Linked DNA regions of Mus musculus: regions 1, 3 and 4 are each linked to region 2. A link is a contact called in public HiChIP or PLAC-seq, Micro-C and promoter capture Hi-C data. All regions are on one chromosome and are shown on one strand. The core of a region is the stretch at or near the end of the contact, and the rest is flanking DNA. Distances in the headings are between cores, read along the strand shown.

The links. A called contact is a pair of places that touch in the nucleus more often than the background predicts. HiChIP or PLAC-seq counts read pairs in DNA pulled down with a chosen protein or histone mark. Capture Hi-C pulls out chosen DNA fragments and counts their contacts.
Region 1: a Micro-C map of palatal mesenchyme shows a contact between it and region 2, with 2.1 times the contacts expected there. The contact joins the promoter of Rab15 here to the enhancer-like site in region 2. A contact is called at or near these places in 7 of 39 promoter capture datasets (the C10 cell line, cranial neural crest, embryonic stem cells and 4 more), 1 of 15 datasets of contacts at CTCF or cohesin (embryonic stem cells), 19 of 484 Hi-C or Micro-C datasets (B cells, the G1E-ER4 cell line, the HPC-7 cell line and 7 more), 12 of 115 datasets of contacts at active chromatin or transcription factors (bone marrow-derived macrophages, embryonic limb bud, embryonic stem cells and 2 more) and 3 of 9 other capture datasets (adipose tissue, embryonic stem cells and liver).
Region 3: an H3K4me3 HiChIP or PLAC-seq map of bone marrow-derived macrophages shows a contact between it and region 2, with 3 times the contacts expected there. The contact joins the promoter of Churc1 here to the enhancer-like site in region 2. A contact is called at or near these places in 8 of 39 promoter capture datasets (embryonic stem cells, epiblast stem cells, fetal liver and 4 more), 2 of 15 datasets of contacts at CTCF or cohesin (CD8 T cells and the NIH/3T3 cell line), 5 of 484 Hi-C or Micro-C datasets (the N1E-115 cell line, nephron progenitors, trophoblast stem cells and 1 more), 17 of 115 datasets of contacts at active chromatin or transcription factors (bone marrow-derived macrophages, cardiomyocytes, embryonic fibroblasts and 8 more) and 4 of 9 other capture datasets (adipose tissue, embryonic stem cells, liver and 1 more).
Region 4: a promoter capture Hi-C map of adipose tissue shows a contact between it and region 2. The contact joins two enhancer-like sites. A contact is called at or near these places in 7 of 39 promoter capture datasets (the 3T3-L1 cell line, cranial neural crest, embryonic stem cells and 3 more), 2 of 15 datasets of contacts at CTCF or cohesin (the NIH/3T3 cell line and large pre-B cells), 3 of 484 Hi-C or Micro-C datasets (the HPC-7 cell line, the N1E-115 cell line and embryonic stem cells), 7 of 115 datasets of contacts at active chromatin or transcription factors (bone marrow-derived macrophages, embryonic stem cells and fibro-adipogenic progenitors) and 3 of 9 other capture datasets (adipose tissue, embryonic stem cells and liver).

The regions. Positions count from the first base shown.
Region 1 is chr12:76,820,712-76,824,635 of GRCm38.p6, forward strand. Rab15 (RAB15, member RAS oncogene family) reads right to left here and starts at 1,813. Exons shown (of 7, transcript NM_134050.5): 1 at 1,483-1,813. The coding sequence starts at 1,606. It overlaps Gm34988 (a long non-coding RNA gene), which reads left to right. Exons shown (of 2, transcript XR_381699.2): 2 at 1-1,189.
Region 2 is chr12:76,591,922-76,595,951 of GRCm38.p6, forward strand. All of the region lies in intron 32 of Sptb (spectrin beta, erythrocytic), which reads right to left. Among named protein-coding and RNA genes, the nearest start is that of AI463170, 46 kb to the left of the region's middle. Within about 2 kb of position 2,055, at least 197 of the 459 cell types and tissues checked have an H3K27ac peak or open chromatin away from gene starts, as enhancers often do. A contact at or near this core is called in CD8 T cells, the G1E-ER4 cell line, the N1E-115 cell line and 9 more, where this site is marked.
Region 3 is chr12:76,763,709-76,767,247 of GRCm38.p6, forward strand. It overlaps Churc1 (churchill domain containing 1), which reads left to right and starts at 1,830. Exons shown (of 4, transcript NM_206534.2): 1 at 1,830-1,930. The coding sequence starts at 1,892.
Region 4 is chr12:76,429,249-76,432,832 of GRCm38.p6, forward strand. All of the region lies in intron 6 of Ppp1r36 (protein phosphatase 1, regulatory subunit 36), which reads left to right. Among named protein-coding and RNA genes, the nearest start is that of Ppp1r36, 13 kb to the left of the region's middle. Within about 2 kb of position 1,648, at least 16 of the 459 cell types and tissues checked have an H3K27ac peak or open chromatin away from gene starts, as enhancers often do. A contact at or near this core is called in adipose tissue, where this site is marked.

The DNA of each region.
Region 1 (3,924 bases), core at 563-3,062, 230 kb after region 2:
GGCCTCAGACCCTTGTCAAGAATCATCAGGACAAGTTTCCCTAGTAATAGCCTGTTGCCCTTTGTTCCAAGCCTGCAAACTCTCTCATATCCCATATGGCTCCTCGGCCCCTCCCTGCTCACTCCCATGGCTTTCCCCAACACCTGTCTCATCTCTAAGAGCTCTAGAGAGGCAGGCAGCCCTCTCTCAGGCAAGGCTCAGTATCTGCCCCCTTCTAATCCCTCCACAATGGTTCTTATTCAAACAGTGGCCCAACCCTAGCTCCTGGGGTCTCTTAGAAGCTGGCCTTAGCGTTCCAGAGAAATATAGACAAGTTTTGTTCTGGCTCTGACTTGAGGAGGGGAAAGCACACAAGGAGACCTTACGAGCGCAATGAGAGGGACCTCCAGCACTCAGTCAGCGTCACATACATGTCAAGGCCATGCCTGCCTCAACTACAAGGCTCTGTTTCTCCAGACTGCAACTACCCTCACCTTCTCTCTTGGCAAGGAGTGTGTGTTGGGGGAGGAGTGTGAAGGGAGAAGAAGAAAGCCTTAAGAGGAAGCTCTCAAGGAGAGCTGGAGTCCTCCCCGAAGGCAGCAGGGCCTTCTAGGAGAGGATTCCTACTGGATGACCAGGTTGTCAGCAGGTTGTTTCTGTCAGGAGCCACGAGAAGGATCCTCCACAGCTGACCAAGTGTGGTACCCTGGTGTCAGATATGGGTGGAATCCCCTCAAGGCAGACGTCCTGGAAGAGAGGACCTTGCCTTGCCCATGAAGGAGAGACCACTGAGTCACTCTCAGAGTGGCCCTCAATGGCCTTGCCAGGGTACCAACCAGGCCTTTGTCCGGGTCTCATGTAGGGCCTGCCTACTTGCTGACCCTCTGCTCTGCATGGACATTTCCGATTTTCCCACCGTCCTTCAAACAGTCTCTGCCCACCCGTATCTTCCTTCTTGCACTGTGGTATCCCTGTCCTCCAGGCGTCCCACCTTGTGACTTTCCCTTCACTACTGAGTCTGCCTCTGTCCACTCCTATCCTGGCTCCACACCGACTCACCCTAAAACTAAGGGTACCTCAGTGACTTACTGCCTGGTCCTCATTTTGATTCCGTTCTCCTCCCTTCATTTGGAGCTGTGGGTATATCACTTCACTGGCTGTGAATCTCGCTGCCCTGTCTCAGGGCACTCTGGCCTACACCCGCCTGTTTTCTCATCTTGGATCTTGGATCGGAAGGCTCCCCTGCCAGAAGGCAGAACTCCCATCTTTAGACCATGACTGTAGGCAGCATATACCCCTCACCTGTAGGAACCCAGTCTCAGGGCCCCAGTGTGTGTGTGGGGGGGGGAGGAACCTCACACCCCTAGGTGTATGCACTCCCTATCCCTGGCCTCCCGCGCCACCGCCTCTACCTTAAGGGGCGCACAATCCCTTCCGGGCTGGGGATAAAGAAGCAACCACCGGGAGGGGAGAATAGGGCGCCCCTGGGCCACCGCCCCTTACCGATGGTGGAGATATGCGAGGAGTGGAACTCGTTGTCGGTGAAGCGGCACAGCAGGCATGTCTTGCCAACCCCGGAGTCCCCGATCAGCAGTAGCCGGAACAGCACATCGTACTGTTTCGCCATGGCAGGGACTCAAGGGGGCCCGAGGGCTGCGGGCGGCTGCGGGCTCAGCCCCGCTCAGCCTCTGCCATCGCGGCTGGAGCCAGCCCCAGGACGCCGCGGTGGCGAGAAGGAAGCGGCCCGGCCCCCGCGCTGGCCTCGCCCGCTCGCTCGCTGGCTCGCTGGCGCGGGGAAGCGCGGCTGCGGCGGGAGCGCGTCGCGGGGAAGCTCGCGCTGGCGGGAGGTGGGAGGGGACAGCTGCGGCTGCCGCCCCTGCCCGGCCCTCCGCCCGTCCCCTGCACCGCCGCTGCAGCGGGAGCGGGGGAGGGGAGCGTCGGGGTCCCCGCGGCCGCCCGGGGCGGGATCCCAGCTCTGCTCTCAAGCCCTGGGGTGCCCGGACCCGGGCAGGGTTCGGAAGGGATACGTCTGCATCTTTCCGCCGACGATCTGAGAGGCGGAGTTGGAATGAGCGCCCACCCAGCCCAGATCCCCAACCTTGACTTCCCGGTCCCATCTCTTCTCCTCGATCAAAGCCTGATCTTGATCACTCCACCCTACCTAGGTTGCCCCTTCAGCGGCCTGGCCCAGCTTATGAGTGGCAGGTCCACCTGGGCTCACCCCTAGTTGGAAGGCCTTCATCAGGGTCTGGATTGGACCGCCCTTCCCTTCACCAACACTCCGGTGTGTTGCGGAATTAACTGTCATTGCCATTTGGCCGCCCCACAACAGTGACTTATGTCATGCCCTCCCACCTCTTAAACCGGGAAAACACCCGCTGACCCATTCATTGTTCAGTTCTTCAGAGTAGACAGATAAATTATCATTAAAAATGAAATCCAAGTTGCAAAATTATTTGGAGGAGGTTCCTGTAAAGTTTTCTTTGGGTCTAGATTGCTAGGGTAGGTTCTCGGATTACCAAATATTTATTTCTGTATACAAATGGTACCCAAGAATGAATTGTCCTCTCTAGAGACCCAGTTTACTGCTGCCAAATGTGTTAGCACCAGAGAGGAAAATCAATCCTCTCTGGGGTTCAGAAAATTGCCTGCTCTTGAGAACTAGTATTAGGGGAGAGCAAGTCTAGTCTACTGGGTCTTTAAAAAGCAACGACTGTGTGAGTGTGTGGGAGTGCATGTGCACGTGTGTGTTCAAGCTAAATATTAGATGGAAAATGAATTTGTCAGTAGGAGAAATGGATCAAGGAAAATGATAAGCCTATTTATTGTCTTGAAATGAACTACATTTCAAGCAATGTGCCTAAATGAAGGGAAACCCCTAAACATGTTTGCTACTTTTATTTAAGGAACAGATCCTAGACTGGCCATTAAGATTCCCAGGTGTGAGACTGCTCAGAGGTTGGGAACAAGGGCTGCTCTTCCAGAGGTTCAGTTCTCAGTACAGTACCCATACAGCAGCTTAACTTGAGTTCTAGGGGTTCCGACATCTGCTTCTAGTCTCTGCAGGTGCCAGGCATGCATGCGATGCACAGATAGGCATGTATAAATGTGATAATTAATATATATGTGTATACACACACACACACACACACACACACAGAGGTGCATTTCTCTGCATTTGGTTTTTGCTGGGTTTCAAAGGCATGATGGGGGCTCTTGGGTGAGACACATGAGTTCTTCCAGGTACCGTGCTCAACAGCTGTGAAATCTTGCCTCTCACTTTCCTCATCAAAATAAGGGTACTTAGGGTAACGATCTTCTTATGGGATTGTAAAAATAAGGTGCTACATAGAAAGTTCTAGGACTTTGTTTAGCATGGTACTTGACTTAATAAATCCTCAGTTATAGAACACTCCATTGATTTTTTTTCTGCTTCCCTGGGCTATAAAAATAGCCCTCAGATGAAGGCTAGGGATAGCTTTGCTGAACTGAGGCCTAATTTGCTGTGGTCCCCAGCCCAGCCCCCTCATCAGTGCAAAGAACACAGAGCATGTGTTGGCCAGCAGCCCCGATGTTAGGTTCCTTAGCTGCTTTCCCATTGAGCCACTGTAAATACTGTCCCTGGTCTCTCCTTTCGGGATGATACTGATTACCTGCGGCTCTGTCAGAGAGAGCAGGGGAGACATGCAAGACGAGGCAAATCTCTCAACCCATAGGGGAACTTTCCTTTTTAAAAAATTGCTTTTTCTGGGTAAGACGGGAAAGTGAAGTGTTTTTTTTGTTTTTGTTTTTAAAGGGGGTTGTTACTAAAAAGTAAGTCTATTTCATCATACAGGGCTGATTTCAAACTCAGTAGCTTCCACTGTTTGTTTAAACGCATGTGGGTGGTGGGTAGTGCTGAAGAGACTTGACTCAGTGATTAAGAGGACTTCCTGTCTGCTCTGG
Region 2 (4,030 bases), core at 805-3,304:
TGATCATCAGGAACACTCAGGCTCTGCACCACTGAGGGTGTCCATCACAGGACATCACCCAGGGAGCCTGAAGGAGAATGTAGAGCTACCTGGAAGAAATTCTGGGGGTCAGGCTGGAAGGTAGTGCAGATGTCTAGGCCCTAAGAGGGGGCCAGCGGGCAGGGTGGGCCTGCAATAGGAGGACACACTGCCTGCGGTAGAGGCTGGTTTGCTGATTTGTTAAAACACACAAGAAGAGGTGTCTGATGGGAAGATGTGTGTACCAGCTGCTGGCACGATGTCTGAGAAGGGAATTGGCTGCTGATTGGGGGACATTATGGAAAGAAAAGACACTCAGAAGAGCCTTGTAGGACCTCCTGGGATTGAGGCTAAACAAGGAGAGACTCCTGGCTCCTGGGAGTCTTGGTGGAATCTTGACAGCCTTGCAAAGTCAAGTAAGTCACATAAGCTTGGCTTTTAAAGATGCATTTCCAGGATCAGCCAGCAGGGGGTGTGGGGGACTGCACACAGACCATTAATTCCACAGGCCAAAATACCCTGGCCCAGGACCACAGGGTCTTCCTAAAGATGCTCAGTGAATTACGATGGACCCATAAGCAAAAGAACCCTGCTGACAGAACTCTCCCTCTACTGTTAATGTTGGTGAGAGCCAGGGGCATGGATGGACCTCAGAACAGACTGCTTCATGTTAGCAGTGAGATGAGTTCTGGGACAGGAGCCTAGAACGTACATAGATGGAGTGTCAAGGATGGAGGCCTTGGGCTGGTTGCTGTCTACAACCGTGGTAATGTTAGAGTCCATATGAGGGAAGGTTCTTCTCAAAGATGAAGGGTTAAGGTAAGGATGACGGGACCTAACTGACCATGTGCTAAGCACCAAGTTCTCTATGCACATTCTGTCTCGCAAGCCTCACAGGCTCTCTGTTTTACAGATTACGGGGAACAGGAAATCTGCCCACAGCCATATATCTAACAATGGAAGGTAGAAGATGGGTCTGCTTAGCTCCAAACACAATGCTTTTTCTATTCAGTCCAGGTGTGTTTATGTGCGCATAATACCGTGACTGCTGAAGAAAGTATCACCTGTTGGGTTCCCAGTCTAAATGAGATGTGCCCAGCTTACATCAGGCATGTGGCCAATTTGTTAAGGTGGTATGATCTGCTCTCTTCTCTGCTGGAAATGGGATTTGCACCACAAAAGACACACTGCTAGATGCTTTAGGCAACCAAACAGTGCCAGGTGAGGGCAGGGTGAGCAGCAACCCTAGCAGTTCGGGATGTTTATTCTCCCCAGTGCCTGACGTCTTGGCCCCTGGGCTGTGACGGAGAAGGGTTGTCTAGATAGCTTGCGAAGGGTACCTGAAAACAGTTGTTTGCAAGAGAAGAGAAAGAATCCGTTTGCTGAGTCGAAAAGCAGCCAAAGACATGCATGAGACCACGGAGCCTTGGGGTCGACAGTTCCCCCAAAGGAGAGGCTTTGCTGAACCAGAAGTGTAGGGTGGAGAAGGAAAGGCAGACTGGCATATGGCAGGCCAGGAGATGGTGAGGGGCTGCCAGGAGTGGGATTTGGAAGCAGAGAGGCTCAATCCTACACTCCAAGGGGCAACTGTTGTCTACTGAGGAGCTTGGGCAAGATAGAGGGAATATGGTTCATGGCACTGGACAAAGCAAAGGGAAGTGGAGGCTTCTCTTGGACACAGGAGGCCGCCTGACCCACTGCCACCAGAGAGCAAGCGAGGTGGTTTTCAATGTGTATGACCTGTGAGCTGACTTTAGAGGCCTGGACCCTGGCACTGTCAAGTAGGCAGTTCTCCACCCACTTCCCAGGTGCTCCCGAATGTTAGCTGAGTCTCATCCTGAGTCCATCGGTATTGGGGGACAGGGGACTGGAGAACATAGAGCTTGAAACAAGAAACTTGGGGGAGACTTTGCAGCAGAAGGACCAGGCATTAGCATCTGGCATAGCAAAGAGAGAGCTGGCCACACCCTGCTGTGTGTAACGCCCAGAAAGAGAGAAGGTTTCTCTAGGGAGCCAGGGCACAGTGCCAGACTGCAGGCAGACACACCCTTGCCACGCTGACTCAGGCATCCTGGGGAGAGAGAAACACGCCCAAGTTTGGGGCAAGGCTGACGTCTGTTTCAGGCAGAGACTGCCCATTTGGAACAAAGAGGATTTGCATTTGAGGCAAAATGTCTGAAAAAGCTGCTGTTTGGGGGTGTGGGAGGGGCAAGGACTGGGAAAGCTGTTTAGGCAAGAAGAAACAGCTGCTATCCCACTCGCACAGCATCCACCAACGTCAGAGCCTCACTGCTGGCTGCTGAGCAAAGCTGGCTGCTGGGGGCAACTGTGGCTGGAGCTATCAAGGCCTTGCCACAGGGGTGGCCATGGACCCCGAGATCCTGGTGCCTGCACAGCCCTTGGGGTACAGCCCCTCACTCACATGTGCTGGCTGCTCTCCCAAAGCCTCTGAGACAATGGAAGGAAGATCAGCAAGATTCAGATTACCCTGGCAGCCCTACTCTGACGATCAGCCTGTCTCAGGGGAAGTTGGCTGTGTGGCCATTCATGGAAGGTCACACTTAAAGAGTGGTGGCTGGGAACTACCCTGGGGTAAGATTCGTCCCTGCCAGACTGACCATGAGTAGCACCCACTCTGACACCGTCTGGAGTGGCTTTGATCCTTGGGGTCCCCCTGCACTGCACACTGGGCCTAGCCTGGGGACTTGGAGGCAGGAAGGGTAGGTTGGTTCCAAACTAAGACTGTTTCTCGTTACAGCCCCCAACAGCATCTGAGTCTTTCAGGGGTGTCACTCCTGTCATCCCAGCAGGGACAGTGTGACACAGCAGTGTGTAGGAAGAGGTTTTGAGCCTGAGGAAACTCACACTCTCTTTAACCCCATGAGAGCTTGCTCTCTTCTCTCCTAGGAGGAAACATCTTCCTACAAACACAACACTGGGCAGTCTGAGGAGCAATGCCTGGAAGATGAACATTCAGGAGAGGACCGGATCTTTCCCAGGGGAAGGGAAGCACAGGAGGCAGAGAGGGTGCCTGTCTCTTGCCAGAAAGTCCTCCTGCTTTACCCTCCGGCTGAAGGCCCCCTCAGGGCTCCACTTCTGGCATTATATAGGTTTGAACCTCAGTCCTTTCCTCAAAGAGGGACAAGGGCAAACACCCTAGGCTGTGACCTCTCCTTCCCCATCCTGATTTCACAGTAGCTTCCGGAATCTCAGAGTTAGGAGCAGATGGAAGGAAAATAGGAAAGCCATCCTCTCAGTCTCCCCCTTGGAAGGCTACGTCGCTGACTCGTGGGACTGTGGACTTTCTGTAACCTTACAAAAAGACCTTTATAAGGCAAGAGGCTTGGGGACGGGGAGAGGATTCCAAACCCACACAGGTTAACCAGAACCAAAGACCAGACCCCAGACATTCTGACTTCATCCCGAGTCTTGCTTCTTGTGATACCTTGTGTCTCTGGCTTGGCCTCACACTTACCTGTGGGAAGGGTCCGGCTTTTACCAGAATGCATTCTAACATGCAGAGGCGAGGGGCAGTAGTGGCAGTGCACAGTGATGGTTTGGCAGCTCAGTCATTGCATGTACACACACAGGAAAGGGAAGGCTGGATCAAGGCCCGCAGGGTGCCACCTATCCAGGCACTATCCAGGCAGGGCAAGGGGTACGTGGTGTTCCACTCCCATTCGTAACTCCAGCAGGAAGCGACATGCATTAGTAAGGGCTTTTACACGAAGCAATGTGGCATGTATCTAAACTACAGGACCCGACACCAGACTGCACAGATAGGACCAGCAGGAGAGCCATGGCACCCCAGGCCCATTCATGAGAAGGCACAGCATACAACTGAACCTTCCTGTGATGGGCCAGAGGTTAAGGGCAGTGAAGGGGGGCTGTAGTGAGCTGGGGAGGACCTCTCTGAAAGGAGGTTGGGCTTTCTGTCTGCATGGGCTCCATCCTCTTTCTCATATCAAAGATGATTTGGAGTTATGTCCTCCCTCCTGCATCTTTAAGGCTT
Region 3 (3,539 bases), core at 580-3,079, 170 kb after region 2:
AGACAGAGCAGGGGCAGGAAGACAGGAGCAAGAGAGTGAAGAGGTGGGCAAGCAGCCCCTTTTATAGTGAGTCAGGCACACCTGGCTGTTGCCAGGTAACTATGGGGTGGAGCTTAGAATGCTAACAACTACATTCTGGGTATCATGGAGAACAGCTTTTTTTTCCTTCCTGAGGGTGTATTACCTTACTTAATATTATAAGTCCACTCATTTTCCTACAAATTTTGTGATTTCATTTTTTTTCTTTAGAACTGAATAGTATTTTTTTTCCTGTGTAGCCCTGGTTGTCCTGGAACTCTATCTATAGACCAGGTTGGCCTAAACTGCACAGAGTTTGGCCAGCCTCTGCCTCCCGAGTGTTGGTACTAATGTCATGTGCACCACTGCCCAGCTCCATTTTTTATATAGAGAGATTTTTCATTTTACTTTTATCTGTTGACAGACAACTAGGTTGATCTTAATTCTTGGTAGAGTAAATAAATCAGGAATAAACACAGGGGTGTAAATATTCCTATGTGTTCTGGGTAAATGCCCAGGAATAGAATAACAGGTTCATATGGTGATTCTAGTTTTAACTTTTTGAGTAGTCACCAAACTGATTCTACAATGTCTGTATTTTAATTTGCACTCCCACCAACAGTGACTAACAGTTCCTTTCTCTCCACATCCTTCCCAGCATTTGTCATCAGATTTATTGATGAGAGCCATTCCGACAGGGGTGAGAGGGTATCTAAAAAATAATTTTAATTTGCACTTCCCTGATGTTTGAGGACAATGAACACTTATTGGCCATGTTTTGTTTTTTTTTTTAATTTTGAAAAGTGTCTATTCAATTCATTTGCCCATTTATTGACTGGCAGTTTTGTTTCCTTGGTATTTAGTTTCTGCAATTCTTATAAATTCTGGATATTTGCCTCTTGTTTGAAATATGGCTGGTAAAGATGTTTCCCATGCTGAGGACTGTTTTTTTCTGCTAATTGTGTCCTTTGCTGAATAGAAACTTTTCGTGTAGTCCGTTGATACTAAGGGTTAGTTTCTGTTAGTGTTAGTGTTCCTGTGCTAATTAAAAAGTTCTTGTCCAAAGCAGTGTCTTTTTTAAAAAATTTACTTTTATTTTATGCACATTGCCTGCATGTGTGTTTGTGTTAGGGTGTCAGATCTTGGAGTTACAGACAGTTGTGAGCTGCCATGTGAGTTCTGGGAAGTGAAATTGGGTCCTCTGGAAGAGCATTCAGTGTTCCTAATGGCTAAGCCATCTCTCCAGCCCCTCCAACCCAATATCTTGACAACTATCCCCTATGTTTTCTTCTGGAAGTTTCAGTGTTTCCTGTTTTAGATAATGGGTTTTGATCCATTTTTGAATTGATTTTTGTACAAGGCGTATGATAAGAATCTAATTTAAATAATTTAGTAGGTTCTCGACAGCGCTCTAAGCTTCTCTTCCCAAACACCAGCTTACTCCTTCTCTGAAGTCTGATCTCTTATCTGTTATTATAGCACAAAATGGTATTTAAACTGTCATTTCAGGTTTTTTGAGTCTGGTAAAAATGGAGGCAAGAAGAAACAATTCCCCTTTTTGCTGTACTTCTGTAATTCTTTTTTAATCAGAATTCAAGAAGGCGCCTATTAGAAGTTCTTTCAGGCTCAAAGCCTCTTCCTCTTTTCGACACTTCTTTGAGTCCTCAGATCTTTTCAATACCTGAAGATTTTTGAGTCCAGTCCTCGGTGCACCCTCCTTACCCGGAGACCGCCTAACAACCGTTGCTATGGGCGGAGACTTTTAGCCAGCTGTGGAGTCCTTAGATCGTGTGCGACAAAATCGATATCTCAACTCTCGCGAGGTTTCGCCTTCCGGGTGTCGCTGGGGTCGTTCTCCGAAAACTGCGTGACGATGTGTGGGGACTGTGTGGAGAAGGAGTACCCCAATCGGGTGAGCAAGTGGGCGCGAAGAGCCTCTCGCAGGCTCGGTGTTCGACCGATATTCCTAGACAGGCCAGGGGCCCACTCTGCAGTCCTGTCACCCCAGTGACCCTGAGTACCGGCCGCAGGTTCCCTCTGGTGGCTGACGTCAGCGGTCCTTCCGGTTCTGTTGCTGGGGACAACGGGGAACCCTCAAAATTACCTACCCACCCAAATTGACAGCAGCCTCTGAGGCCCTGACGCGATCCCGGCTTCATCCTCCAGCTCGACTTGATGGAATTCTTTTTACCTCATTCTGTCGCTGAATGAACGTATGAGGTCATTTTAAAATCCACCTTTTTTGAGACAGGTTTTGTGTAGCCCAGGCTGGTTTCGAACTCTCTATGTACCCGAGGAGGATTTTGTTTGACTTTGATCCTCCTTCCACATACCTCTTGAACGCTGGCATTACAAGCGCGCGCCACTGGGCTCAATTTAGAAAATGTTAGGGATGGAAGTGAGAGCTTGGTGCGGAGGCAAGCTTGCCACCGACTGAGCTACACTTCCAGCCTCTGGTTCTAACCCACGTTTGAAGATGGCAGAACTGGTCCCCAGAGAGGACCTATCACCTGCCCAAGTATGAGAGCCGAGACTAGATTGTGATCTCCCTCTCCGCCTCGTCCCGTTCTCTTTTCCTTGCGCCTTCCCTTTCCCCTTCCCTTCTTAGCACTGAGGCCTGACCCCAGCATGTGTCCCTACCAGGCAAGCACTCTGCCAACAGAACTATACCCCCTGCTCTTATTTTAAGCCTTTGCGCCTCTCGGGCTTAGGAGGTTTTGAGGCTTGGCTCTTACTGTTCTTTCAGGGAATCACTACTGCACGTTGATGTGTGTAGAGAGTGCTTGGCTGCTCTGTGAAGGAGTGACTGCCAAGGCTCTGGGGCTGCTTCTGGGCTTGCAATTTGGGGGCATAGGATTGACAGGCTGCTGTTTAAACGTAGTGAAAAGGAAGATTGAGCAGGAATGGGGCTGCGGTGTTCTCCTTCCACATAAGGTGGGTTTGGACGATGATTTAGAGGAGGAAGGATCTGCAGGACAATAGCAAGATGAAGGACCCTTGAGTTGGCTGGGAGGGAAAACATCCTCATAGTTCTTTCTCTTAATAGTTTGTGAGTGATGGGCACACACCTCTAATCCCAGCACTGGGGAGACAGAGGCAAGCAGATCTCCAAGTTCAAGGCCAGCCTGGTCTATAGAGCTAGTTTGAGGACAGCTAGAGCTACACTGAGAAACCCTGTCTTGAAAAAACAACAAAAACCCCACAAAAAGAAAACTTCTTTTTTGAGTTATATGTAAGTCTTTTGAGATTGTTATGTTAGAGGAATTTTCATTATGGTACAACCACTTTGGTTTATAAAGTCATTACCATTCATTATCAAATTTAAATGTCCCCTGGAATGACACAGAAGTGCTTATCCCGGAAAAATGCACGTGCTCTCATCTCCTGGCAACGTGTATAAGAATGCTTGTAAGATCATTATTTGTCGTAGGCCAGAGCAAAACTCGTGTTCGTAAAAGGAAATGTCTTAAGAGTAGGGTTGTGGGCTGGAGAGATGGTTCAGCGGTTAAGAGCACTGACTG
Region 4 (3,584 bases), core at 398-2,897, 160 kb before region 2:
ATCAGCACCGTTCAATGATGAGATATAATGAGAGCCATATTTGCAACTTAAAATGGTCTACATCATCATCATCTTCTTCATCATTGGTTTTTCAAGACAAGGTTTCTCTATGTAGCCCTGGCTGTCCTGGAACTTGCTCTTGTACATCAGGCTGGTCTCAAACTCAGAGATCCACCTGCCTCTGCCTCCCAAGTGCTGAGACTAGAGGCCTGCACCACCACCGCTGCTGGACCCAAAATTTTCTAATGCATTATTAGAAATTTTTATTTTTAATATTATTTAATATTTTTGATAATAAAACATTTTAATGTTTTTATTTTTAAAGATACAAAATGACATCTATCTAAAGTTAATTTAAATAATTATTTTATCCAACCTATTGAGTTAAAAATATTATGATGATAACATGTAGTCAACACTAGGATGTTACTATTTTAAAATAATTCTATTTTTAAAATTGTATTCCTTCTTTGTGCATACATATATGCTATATACATGTGTGTGTGCATGCATTTGTATGTGCAGGTGAGTGTGTATAGTGTATGCATGTGTATGCATGTGGTGTATGCATGTAGGAGTGGGGTAGTATGCTCACATGCACATGCGCATGGGCATGTGAAGGCCTGAGGTCTCTAGCATTCCCACCATGTGTTTTTTTTGTTGTTGTTGTTTTGGTTTGGTTTGGTTTGGTTTTTTCGAGACAGGGTTTCTCTGTGTAGCCTCGGCTGTCCTGGAACTCACTCTGTAGACCAGGCTGGCCTCGAACTCAGAAATCCGCCTGCCTCTGCCTCCCAAGTGTTGGGATTAAAGGCGTGCTTCACCACGCCCCCCACCATGTGTTTTGAGACATGGCCTCTCACTGTATTCTTGCCGTAAGCTTGCTGATTTTCAGCTAGACTGGCTGGCCAAGGGCCCCAGGGACTTGTCTGTCTCATTTCCCCACAGAGCTGAGGTCACAGATGTCTGCCACCATGCCAAGTTTACACAGGGATGCTGGGGATCCAAGGCTGGATCCTTAAGCCTGAGCACCAACCACTTTACCTACTGAACCACCTCCCCAGCCCTGGGAGGCTAGCAATGGGAGACTTTACGTTTTTCTGTAATCTTTAGAATCTGCTCTCTTTCTCTCTCATTTCGTGTACATCAGTGATTTGCCTACATGTACATCTGTGTTAGGGTGTCGGATCCTCTGGAACTGGAGTTAGAGACATGTGGGTGCCGGGAATTGAACCAGGCTCCCCTGGAAGAGCAACCAGTGCTCTTGACTGCTGAGCCATCTCTCCAGCCTGAATCTAGTATCTCTAATGGCCTCCTCAATTCAGAGGAGTGCTCAGCAGGCACATATAGCTAGTGACTTCAACATGGAACCGTGCAGCGCTCTCTCGCTCCGTCTCCCTTTCTCTCTCTCCCTCTCTCTCATTTTTTTTTAAATGCTTACAAAATTCATGCTAAAAAGTTTGTAAGAGTTTGGTAACAAAAAGCTAAATTGTTAGTGGTTTTGTTTTTGTTTTTGTTTTTTTTAAGTAGATTTAGCTGGGGGGAGAACGTCCGTAGAAAACTTAACTGCACTGTTAGGCAGCAGTGGCTGAAAGACAAACTCTGGGAACTTGGAGCCCAGAACACAACACTGCCTCCTAGGCTAGGTGACCTTTCACAAGCTGTGGAACTTTCCAAGTGCCCAGGCTGTTCTGTTCTCCCCTCTGTGGGATTTCACTGTTAGGAATGCTGAGGAGGGCCATTGATTTGTTGCTACAGAATGTTTTTAAAATAGAAAACCCCGTATCTGACCAAGCCATTGGAGAAACAGTTTGTGAACTGATAGATGACCCTGGATAGCAGTTTTGTAATACTTCTGACACTGCTGTCCCTGCGATGCCACCAGGAGATTCGCAAAGTGAGTGTTATTTCAGGGTGGCATTTCCCAGCAGGGCAGCCAGAACACGAAGCGTTTCTATGACAGCATCCACAGCTGAGGCCAACTGTGGCTTACAACACTTGAGGAGCCTCAGAGTCCCAAGCTGGGCTCAGTGAGTTTGTCCAGCTCTTTGGCTGGTTTTGTTCTCCCATTTCTTTTAACTCTGAGGCTCATTACTGATCTAGCAAAGACATTTCTTTTACATATTAGCTTATAAGTTATAGAGAAGAAAGGTCTCCCAGCTAGTTTTTAAATGCACTGAAAACTAACCAGAACACAGCCAAATAGGAAAACAAAGCAGCCCAAATCTTCGATTATGGGTTCTGAACATCATGACAACTTTTCATTTTTCAAGTGTCTGGAAATCAGTCGTTTTATAACAGAGTTAAATATAGACTGTGTTAGGGTGTTTGCACAGAGGAAAAGAATTGATTTCAGTCCTGCAAAGTCAGTAACTGCCAAGCCCTTACGTCATAACTGGCTGCGTGCGAGCTTTCCTCTCATGCCACTTGTGTTTGTGGATTTTGAACATTACCTGTTTCTCTGATAGATAAATAATATCTGTAGGTCAGCTGGTGCTTGCCTTTGATCCCAGGACTTGGGAAACATTGGCAGGTGGATATTTATGAGTTTGAGGCCAGCTTCATCTACATAGTACGTTCCAGGGCAACCAGGGCTACATAGTGAGACACTCTGTCTCAATAATAATAATAATAGTTGTTATTTATTTTATATATTAATTTGTTACTTGTTATATATTTATTATAAAATTGTTATTGTGTATTGAATTTGGTGGTTTTGAGATGGTCTTATTTAGTTCAGTATGGCCTTATGATCAATATATCTCTGAGGTTGATCTTGAACTCCTGATCCTCCTGCCTAGTCTGTCAAGTCCTGGGATTGTGGGTGTGTGCTACCATGCCTAGCTCAGATTTTCAGAACTGAATATCTTTTTGTTTTGTTTTGTTTTTTAGAACAGTGTGTTTTCATTCACAAAATTTCTCCGTCTGACTTTGGATAATGCTTTTTAAAGAATAAATTTCTAAGAGGGATCAAAACGTACAATCACTTCTATGTCTCTTTAAATTCCCTTTCAAATGTTTTTTTGTTCTCATAGAATTATGCCAACTTCATTTTGGCAGCAATGTGTGTGATATTTCACTTTCCACAAGATTGTCAGTGTCGCAGTTTTCATTTTAGGTGAAGCTAGGGGTCGAACGCACGGTCCTGTGCACAAACTGCATCCCTACCCCTTCGCGTGCTAAGGACTGTGTTTGTCAGTTCAGGTGAACCTCTCACTGGATCAACTGTCTGAAGAATGTTTAAGGGTGGGGGATGTAGCTTAGTTGGTAGAGTGCTTGCTTAATACACACAAAGCCATCATGGTGGTTCAGTCTGTAATCCCAGCACTTGGGAGGTGGAGGCAGAGAGAGCAGATTCACAGGTGTTCATAGTGGTCCTCAGCTACACAGTAGGTTCAAGGCCAGCCTGGGCTACATGATGCTCAGTCTCCTCTACTCCCACACATAAATTTTAGAAGCAATGGGCAGAACTGAAGACACGTGTCCTAAATCCTAGAGGGGATGGTTTTCAGGCTCGGCACATGGGTGGGAACAGATGGGCTCTGCCTGGAATTCTGGGATTTTGTGTTTTTCCTTTGTGCTTTGGC